Regions from separate parts of the Mus musculus genome. Here regions 1 and 3 are each linked to region 2. A link is a contact called in public Hi-C data. All regions are on one chromosome and are shown on one strand. Each heading gives the region's core, a stretch centred on a gene start, on an enhancer-like site or on the middle of the called end of the contact. The rest is flanking DNA. Distances are from core to core; before and after follow the strand shown.

Region 1 (3,104 bases), core at 271-2,770, 1.2 Mb after region 2:
GCACACCTCTATGAGCATTTAAAAAAAAAAAAAAACTCAGCACTTAAAATCTGCTCTCTGAAGGGCCTTGGTCCCTCGCTGTTTTAACTAGCATGTACCATTCCAAAGTTGTAAGGATAATAGAAAACCCTTTGTATTATGGAGTAAAGGTCCACTCTTCTACTCTCCCTGTTCCACATTCCCAAGATAACAATTCTGGTGCCTGTCCATGAGCAGCCCCTACTTTGAGAAAAGCATGGGATCCTGCAAGAGACAATACCAATGCCAACCTCTCCAGTTCAAAGACTTGGGAACTGGACTAGCAGTAAACCCTGTGCACATTGGAGCACCTTTCAACCAATCTCTGCATTCTAGATGTACAAAACCAAGGTTTACAATGAAACAAGAATTTGATCCATGATAGACAGCAAAGCTAACAACCAAGTGCTCGTGCCTTTAGTCAACCACACTCATTACACCTGGAGTACAGTTTTGCCAGCAGTATATCTCTTTGCCCCCCTCCAAGTTCAGCAAAAAAAGAAAGAAAGAAAGAAAGAAACTGGGGATTTGAACTATCTCCAATGGGGAAGCATGTTCCAGGGCAAGAAGTTGAGGGAGTCCTACATAAATAGGAGAACAAGCTACAACCTTCACTTTAGAACTGCAGAGGCAGCCAAATGCTAGAAGGGTACTTTTAAAATTGTTGTAGGTGGAAAGCATGGGTATCCCAGGGATGGGGTGCGGCTCTCAGAGGCAGAAGCCTAGTCTGTGCCTGTCCCACCTCGGGTGCAGCGTTGGGGGCGCGGCCTACAGAGGATGTGAGCTCAGCCTGGGAGCAGGCCAGCAAGGCGCTGCGGGCGGGGGCGCGTAGCGGTTCGCATGCTCGCCAGGCCAGCCTTTTGTTCTCGAGGACCTCAAAGAACAAGGCGGCTAAGGGGCCTAGTGGTAGCCTTGGTTGTGTGCAGCAGCTAGGGAAGACAACTAGGAGAGACTCTAGAGGAGAAGAAAGGAAGAATTTGTTGCGACCACGCCCGCACCCACTCAGCGCCCCAGTGTAGCCCGTGCCCTCACCTATGGACACGAGCTTGATGCTCTCACGGTCCAGGAATTCAAGCGCCACCGACACATTTTCGAGCTGCATCTGGCGGAAAGTGGGTCTTTGGTTGTGCTTGCGGTGCATTTTCTTCTGGCTGAGTACCTCGAGCAGCGCGATGAGCCGCAACCCATCGCTCAGGTCCGTCTGCAGATTGGCGATGCGCTTGCTTACGCACTTAAGGTGCTCATTGCACCAGCGGGTGAATGTGTTCTGCTGAATTTTCTTCCACGGTGCATCTTCTGCTAGGTCTTTTTCGGTAGCCGGCATCTCCGCGTCCCGTGAATCGATACTGCCTCCCGGAGACGCAACCGCCGCACTCTGGCCACAGCGGGAGTGAGAGCTACTCATTTTGAGGCGCGAGGAACGGAGGGGCGGTGCTGCAGCTTCGCCGATGGGACGGCCCTTTAATTAAAGCAGTAGGCACCTCCGAGCATGAACGACGAGGCACAGAACAGAGGTTGCACTGCGGAAAGAGCGAGCCCTTTAAATGTATGCGAAAGGCGGAGCCAGAGGCAAAGTTTCCTTGGGGGCGGAGCCTCTGGGTGGGGCTTCTGGGCCGCGCCCGCCCCACCTCGCCCCTCCCGTTGGAATGCCCCACAACGCCCCCCGCCCCCATCCCCCGAAGCTGCCTCTGCACTCCGCCAAAAGCAACTCAGCCCCGCTGCTTCAGAAAGGGTCTTTGAGCCCCAAAGAGCACAAAAAGGTCTGGCAACATCCGCTACAGTACTACAGGAAACGGACCCCAGATCTAGGAACGCTTGAGCAATTCTGTCACAGAATTGCTCAGCTCCAGCAGGCACACCCTTACAAGGGACTTTCTTTCCCCAAGGTCCCTGCAGAAGGCGGAGCGAATAATGTCCCGGTATCACTTGGGCTCCGCCCTGACCCTGTACCCTCTTCTACATTCTCTATTCTTCCCGAGCTTAGGGTTCTCAGCCACAGTGTGATCCACAGCAGAGTAAAGCAATCCTGTGAGCGAACCCTTCCAGAGCGCCTAACGCTGCTGAGAGCTCTTTGTATGCTGTCAGACAGGGCTCTCATCACCTAACATAGACACCCACAGAGCCCTGGCACTCCCTACCCATCTCCTTTGGTCTTCCCAGTCTCCATGACCCTGGCCTGCACACCTGCACAGGCCCATTCCCACCGTCGTCTTCTCTACTGCCTAGTTCCATCCGCGAGGAAATGGGGCCAGCACTGGGCCAAGTGGCCACCAGCACTACAGGATCAAGCAGCTTTCCAAAGGTCCAGGGTATGCCAATGCACACAATCAGAGGGCGCCTGCCTGCCTGCCTGCCTGCCTGCCCTGTGATGCATGTAGATCTGTACACCTTGTACCTGCCATACTCACTGTTCTACCTTGGGCCCTGAGGAATTCTGGGGGGAGAGGTCTTCTCTGGCTGAACAGTCCCAAGCCTTGCTGTGACCCTAGAGATGTGGAGGGGCTCAGGGAGAGGGTCCCAGATTACTGAAGAAAGGAGAGTCACCAGACATCAAGGCTTGCTAAGGAGCCTGAGTGTGTTCCCTAAGTAGTGTGAAGCTACTCACTAAAAGTTAATTTAATGATAGATATTCTCTGGAGATAGTGATGAGGATGCTGTGCTGGGACAGAAAGGAGCGAAGATACAGAAAAAGAAAACTGTAGGGGATACTCCCAACCATCCTCTTTAGTTAAGGGGATTCATCTTACCTATGTCTTTCCCGTGGTAGACTTTTCCATCTACTTACTCTGTACTTCAAGCCTCTCCAGAATGTTAAATTGTTTTTCCAGAAAGACAGGCTTCTGTCCCTACTTCTCAATTCTAAGACCAGTGGCCGCCGGGGCTGGAGAGATGGCTCTGTGGTTAAGAGCAGTGGCTGCTCTTTCAGAGGACCCAGATTCAATTCCCAGCACCCATATGAAAGCTTACAACTGTCTGTAACTCTAGCTCCAGGGAATATGACACCTTCACACAGACATGAATGCAGGCAAAATTATGCACATAAAATTAATTAGATAGATAGATAGATAGATAGATAGATAGATAGA
Region 2 (3,032 bases), core at 187-2,686:
TTTTACATTAAATCATATGCTGGGAGGTGGTGTGGAAAATGGATCTGTAAGCTACAGGCCTTGTTATGCACCTTTTTTTTTCTTTTAAATTTTACTAACGATTAGAACTGAGGAAAATAATAGCTGATGATAGCTACAGTATGTTGTTTTTATGTACTTTACAGTTGCCTCAATAACCCTGTGAGATGGGTAAATGGGGAAACAAACAGGTTAAGTGATTTATCCAAAACCATACCCGTGGTAGCTGAGAGCTAATGAACAGCCTCAAGGAGAAACCTTCTGAGAAACTTGAGCAAGCTAGTTGATGAAATGTGTTTGAAGGCTAATGTCTCCTTCCAGCTGGTGTACTTAATCTGGTGTTATTCCCCAAGCCAAGAAAGATTTCTGATTGTGCAATTTGATAGAGGAGAAAACTTGGGTCCACACATGTGATGAGCAAATAGGAATAAACTCTAAATCTGCCCTACTGCAGAGCTCAGGCCCAGATAGTAACATTGCTCTAATATTTACCCGTTTGAAAAATCAAAGCAAACATTTCTGATGACACTGTTTAATAACTGGCTATGTTTGGATTGTTTTTTTTCCCATTTAAATTAAAAAAATTATATGTATAAGTGTTTTGCCTGCACATGTATGTTTTTGCACACCACCCATTTGCCACGTCAGTGGTGGCCAGTAGAGAGAGGACAGTGGATCCTCGGAGACTAGAGTTAGAGATTGTTTCTAGCTGTATGTGGGTGCTTGTAATAAAACTTAAGATTTCTAAAGAGTACACACTGCTCTTAACTGCTGAACCATCTTTCTAGCCCTTCATCTGGGGAAATATTAATAACAAGAGTTCTTGAGATTTTTGTTTAATTTCCTGAAGGTATGTCTCCAGCGTTTTTCTTAAGCATTTCAATTTCCTCTCTTCTCCAGTATACACTGGAGATGGCAGCTCTCAATCAGAGGTTTGTCCTGCCCACCCCTACCCTCTTGCGTCATACAGTAGTAACCGAAGATTTTTTGGGTTGCCACAACCGAGGGTGGCTTCTAAAGGCTAAAAATCATGGATGCTGCTAAACGACCTATAGTGACAGGTGATATTAGTGCCTCATTCTCAACACACACAGTATTATTATCCAGACAAAAACGTTAATATTAATATTGACAAGCCTTGCTCTAGCAACTTATGTTCACTTGGGGGAACACACACACACTGAGGAGTGTGTCAGCATAGATCTAGTCAGACTGCCGCAGACAGGCACCACGAATACGGACGCATGCACCCGTGACTGCAGCAGATTTCTGTTGCGCAGGCAGATTTGGATCGCTCCTGCGGGGGGGGGGCGGGGAGGGAAGGGGGGAGGGGGCGCATGCGCATGAGTAAGCTAGCCAGCTCCAGGGTAAGAATACACCTACTCGCGCGGCCATTTCCTGCAGCCGCTAGCTCAGGCTGAGGTGCCCGCTATGAAAGGAGAGTACAAAATGGCTGCTCCAGAGACCAGCTTCTAAGGGGCTCCTCCTGAGGCAGTGCTAGCTCCAGCCACGAGATGGCGCTGGAGGATCACAAATGGTCCCTGTTGCGCCAGTGCACTCCCGTTACCCATCCCCCTACTAGTAATGTCAGAGGGCGGTTGACTACAGTAGCCTACTTAGGAGTGACCAAACCCAAGGATAGTCCCCTTTCCTTTGATAAACAGTGGTTGATGGGCTTGAGGACAGACCCAGGTGACAAAGTTAATGTAAATGTCAGAAGCCTTAGGAGCTTTACCCAGTGTTCATTTGATTGTGCAAAGTGGACTAAATGCAGGGATTCTTGAGCTTGAATTTAAGCCCAAGGTAACTTTATGGGACCCTTGGATCACTCAGCTCTTACATGAACAATAATGGAAATAGTTTCCACCATAGACAGTTCAAAGAGTTAAATGGGTTTACATATGTAAAGCATGCAGGACACTGAGGAGTGTGTACAAAATATTATCAAATGCTACATTTATTCTTTATTTTATTTTATTTTATTTTACTTTTAATTTATTTTTTACACTCCATGTTCCATTCCCTGCTCCCCCCATCCACCCTCCAACTGCTCCATATCCCATACCTCCTCCCCACCCCACTCTGTCTCCACGTGGATGTCTCTACCCCACCCCACCTGAGCTCTAAACTCCCTGGGGCCTCCAGTCTCTTGAGGGTTAGGTGCATCATCTCTGAATGAACACAGACCTGGAAGTTCTCTGCTGTATGTGTGTTGGGGGCCTCATATCAGCTGGTGTATGTTGCCTGTTTGGTGGTCCAGTGTCTGAGAGATCTTGGAGGTCCAGATTAATTGAGACTTGCTGGTCCTCCTACAGGATCGCTCTTCTCCTCAGCTTCTTTCAGCCTTCCCTAATTCAACAACAGGGGACAGCTGCTTCTGTCCATTGGTTGGGTGCAAATATCTGCATCTGACTCAGCTGCTTGTTGGGTCCTTCGGAGGGCAGTCATGATAGGTCCCTTTTTGTGAGTGCTCCATAGCCTCAGTAATCAAATGCTACCTTTATAAAACCTTCAAGATAGATAAAGTTCTGCCAATTTTTTTTTTTGTTGTTTATTCAGTCATTTGATAGCACACCGTCTTACCTTTTTCCTTCAAAGTTTTGGTATCACATGTTAAATCTAAGACTTAGATTGTTTTCTTCTTTGTTGTGTTGCAAGTGTGGATTTTTTCTAGTTTGTATTTGACACACGAAGGTGAGTGTTAGACATGTACTCAGTGCTGGCAACTGTGGTCAGGCAGCAGATTACATTGCGTAGAAAGTGGCATTGTCTTCTTGTGCAGTATGTAGTTAGGTCAAAAATTGGCAGTGGTTGCCTTAAGCTACCAGAGTCTGTGAAGGCTTCAGAGAATTCAACAGATATCACATCCTATGGGCCTCCTTCTCTCTCCCCACTCCAGTTTAGCAGTAGCTGAGGCCGAGTGGCAAGAAATTAAGATACTCCCTTCAGGATGTTATAGTGCACAGAAAGGCATCCTGTGAGGGTTTGACCAATATCTTTTTCATGACCTATAA
Region 3 (2,993 bases), core at 461-2,960, 1.4 Mb after region 2:
AAGACTCCCACCTTGAACTGATAAAGGAGAAAGGAAACTTATTCAGGTCAGAGGAGTGCCTAACATGGGACAGATTCACTTTGGTTGGGGACCAAAGTGGCATAGAAACATGACTCAAACTATGATGGAGCTGGGGTATCTTTCTGATCCTCCAGCCCCTTAACCTGCTTGTTATTCAAGAGCACACTGGCTGCAGCAGTGGAGGGGCCCTGGATAGCTAACACTTGGCCTCCTATAGAGATTTGCCAAGGGACACACCAGAGGGCAGGTGACAGGAACTAGTGGTTTCCTGAGGGAGTCTTTTGAGGGTGTATGCTGAGTGGGCTAAATGGGAATACTAAGACCCATCTCTGAAAACAGCACACTCTTTCTCCTACAGAGGCACTTCTATAGGCTGGCTAGACTTGGACCCTGTCTGTCCCAAGCCATTGCTAGGTGTCTCTACAGTGCAGCCTCAACTTTGCTGTGGGAGGCAGAAGAGAACTCAGGCCATGTACTTTGAGTACCTAGCACCTAGCAAGAGCTGGATACATACCAGCTATTATTATCACTATGAGCCAAACTGCGACATGAGAACACATTTAATGCAACATGCAGCTGTGGCCTGACCTGGGATTTCTCCCCACAATCCCAGAATGCTATTTGCAGAACCCTTTTTCCATAGCCTCAGTCACTTCAGGGTGTAGAAAGCGGCTGGCCAAACGTTCGATGTCATCCAGTGTTAGGCGGCTCAAGGACCTGTCATAATCCTGAGGAGAGAAGACCGAGTGTATTCAGAGAGGCCAGTGGGGAAGGCGTATGCTGCATTAGGTAGGGGACGGGTAGAAACATTAAGAATGGAGGGCCAGCATTACTCTTCTCACCCTCTGTAGTTGTTCCAGGACCCTGCTGGCATCTGCTACACTGAAGTGACGGGCCAGGACTTTGGAGATCAGCTGCCAGATGGGGGTGGCTGGGGAGTCGACCAGTCTGTGGGCAGACCCTTCTTCCAGTAGCACCTTCTCCAAAGGCTTAACAACTAGGTTGAGCTTAGAATTGGGCCCAATGTTGTAATCTGACAGTCGTTTTTCATCTGCCAAAGAGAGATTGGTGTGGTTCCTTCCTCACTGATGTGGAGGTGGCTGGGAAGCAATCCTGCCACAGACAGCCAGAGTGAAGCACTGCAGCATCTGGCTATGGGGTGGTGGGGTGGTGATGGCTCAGCTACTTTTCTGAGGTCCAGTGGCAGCCAGTGCCCCGATCCACTACACTGGCCTGTACATCCCGTCCCCCAGCTTTCTGTAAAGCTCCCTGGATGGCTCCTTTCCCTGATTACCTGCTAGGGCCTTGCCCTTGAACAGCAGACGTTGCTGGCGCACAGGGACATTCAGCTTATCCGAGACCAGGTGCTTCAGTGTAGACACTAGCTCGTCCTCCGCCACCTGATCCGGCCGAGGTGGAGAGGCAAGGGCTCAGCCCGAATTCCCTGGGCGGTGAAGCCCTCGCACCCCCTCCTGAGGTCAGCTCTCCCGGCCTCCCCCACCCGCCCTCGGCCCCCAGCGGCAGGAGTGAGTGCAGCAGCCTGCGGGGTGACTTTACCTGTAGGCTACATTCCCGGCCCTGGAGCGCCTTCACGGTCAGCTGCATGGTGTCCACGGCCCAGTCCACTACGGCCAACGCAAACACCAACGGTCCCCTGCCGCGCGCCGCCGCCCCGGAACCGCCCGCCGCCGCCGGAAGCCGTGAAAGGGGCGCGCCCGCCTCGTGGCTCCCGCCTGCGCATTCTTCAGTCCCGCCTCCCGGCCTTCGCTTCTGCCCCGGCCGTGCCTTGGGTAGAGTCCACCACCTGGGCTTAATGGCGCGGGGACGTGGGGATGCCCCGCCCACTGGGATCCAAGTGAGGTACCTGTGGGGCCAGGCTTGCTTAGTCTGGGAGCTGTGGCTTGAAAGGAAGGACCAGAATGTCAGCCTCACTCCAGGCCCGGCCTGTGCTAATTCCCACCCTGCTGGTGGACCAAGTCAATGCAAACACGTGGTGGTGTCTCTCAGATACAGAAATGGTCCAGTCCTGCCTGTCATAGCTTAATGGCTTTCTACTTCCTTTCTAGTCTGGCTGCAAAAATATCCTGACTGAAGCTCGGAAGTAGTGCTCTCTTCACTCCTTATAGTGCAGAGGTCTGCCCTGTTAGGTAGGGCTGTTAGAGCAAAGCCTTTGTAGATCTGAGGATACAGCTCAAAGGTACATGTCTACCATGTGCAAAACAGAGTGAGGAGGAGAAAGTGGGTTCTGTGCAGGGTCACCAAGCTGGTTCACTGTTCTGGCCCATATCCGCCCAGACACACTCTTCTTACCCCAATCCACAGGCTCCAAGGGACAGACTGGAAGGGACCCGAGCTTGCTTTTGTTTTTTTGGTTTTTTTTTATTGAAATATATTTCTGGGCAATACCCAACTATCTAACTCAGCATGGCCTCTTTGGCACTGAAAGCTGGGGCGAAAAGGAGTAAAAAAATAAGCCTGGATTTGTCTTGAGTGCATAGTGCATGAGAACTAAAGGCCTTTGGTACGGTACACAAGAACTGTGGGAAGAGAGGAGTATGGGGGCTGGAAGTTATAAAACTTGATCCAGAGGGCTCAGGGAACAGGAAACAAGATGCTATAGATGAACTGGCCAATAACCAAAGCCAACATCTCGGAGGTACCACTCAGTGCCACAATGAAAGGGGCCTGAGAGGCATAGTCTGCTTGAAGGCGGCGCAGAGACAGCTGTAGCATGGCTAAGGCTAGCAGGCTGTTTTGCACCCCTACCTCAATGCTGACTGTTCGTCGCTGAGCCACTGGCAGCTTCAGGCAGATGGCCAGGCTGTAGCCCACCAAGAGGCCAACAAGAGGCACTGTGAAACCCACCAGTACAATGGGTAACCTGACTCCCACTAGGATGAAGACCCCCATGTGGTAGGCCAGGAACAGGCCACCCAGGAGAAGTATAAAGCTGAAGGGCTTGATGACCTGTA

What was found. A called contact is a pair of places that touch in the nucleus more often than the background predicts.
Region 1: a contact with region 2 is called in a Hi-C map of uterus, with 5 times the contacts expected there. The contact joins the promoter of Flna here to the enhancer-like site in region 2. A contact is called at or near these places in 3 of 39 promoter capture datasets (cranial neural crest, hippocampal neurons and pre-B cells), 3 of 484 Hi-C or Micro-C datasets (CD8 T cells, cardiomyocytes and uterus), 4 of 115 datasets of contacts at active chromatin or transcription factors (astrocytes, forebrain, large pre-B cells and 1 more) and 1 of 9 other capture datasets (liver).
Region 3: a Hi-C map of CD8 T cells shows a contact between it and region 2, with 7 times the contacts expected there. The contact joins the promoter of Ubl4a here to the enhancer-like site in region 2. A contact is called at or near these places in 6 of 39 promoter capture datasets (the 3T3-L1 cell line, the HPC-7 cell line, hippocampal neurons and 3 more), 2 of 484 Hi-C or Micro-C datasets (CD4 T cells and CD8 T cells) and 1 of 115 datasets of contacts at active chromatin or transcription factors (astrocytes).

Annotation. Positions count from the first base shown.
Region 1 is chrX:74,245,014-74,248,117 of GRCm38.p6, forward strand. It overlaps Flna (filamin, alpha), which reads right to left and starts at 1,521. Exons shown (of 46, transcript NM_010227.3): 1 at 1,051-1,521. The coding sequence starts at 1,423.
Region 2 is chrX:73,006,800-73,009,831 of GRCm38.p6, forward strand. All of the region lies in intron 12 of Zfp185 (zinc finger protein 185), which reads left to right. Among named protein-coding and RNA genes, the nearest start is that of Mir2137, 16 kb to the left of the region's middle. Within about 2 kb of position 1,437, at least 324 of the 459 cell types and tissues checked have an H3K27ac peak or open chromatin away from gene starts, as enhancers often do. A contact at or near this core is called in CD8 T cells, the HPC-7 cell line, cardiomyocytes and 5 more, where this site is marked.
Region 3 is chrX:74,366,838-74,369,830 of GRCm38.p6, forward strand. It overlaps Ubl4a (ubiquitin-like 4A), which reads right to left and starts at 1,711. Exons shown (of 4, transcript NM_145405.2): 1 at 1,579-1,711; 2 at 1,316-1,421; 3 at 864-1,072; 4 at 1-749. The coding sequence starts at 1,626. The coding sequence ends at 639. Gm44504 (predicted readthrough transcript (NMD candidate), 44504) reads right to left here. Exons shown (of 6, transcript NR_103489.1): 4 at 1,579-1,921; 5 at 1,316-1,421; 6 at 610-749. Slc10a3 (solute carrier family 10 (sodium/bile acid cotransporter family), member 3) reads right to left here. Exons shown (of 3, transcript NM_145406.2): 3 at 2,380-2,993. The coding sequence ends at 2,614.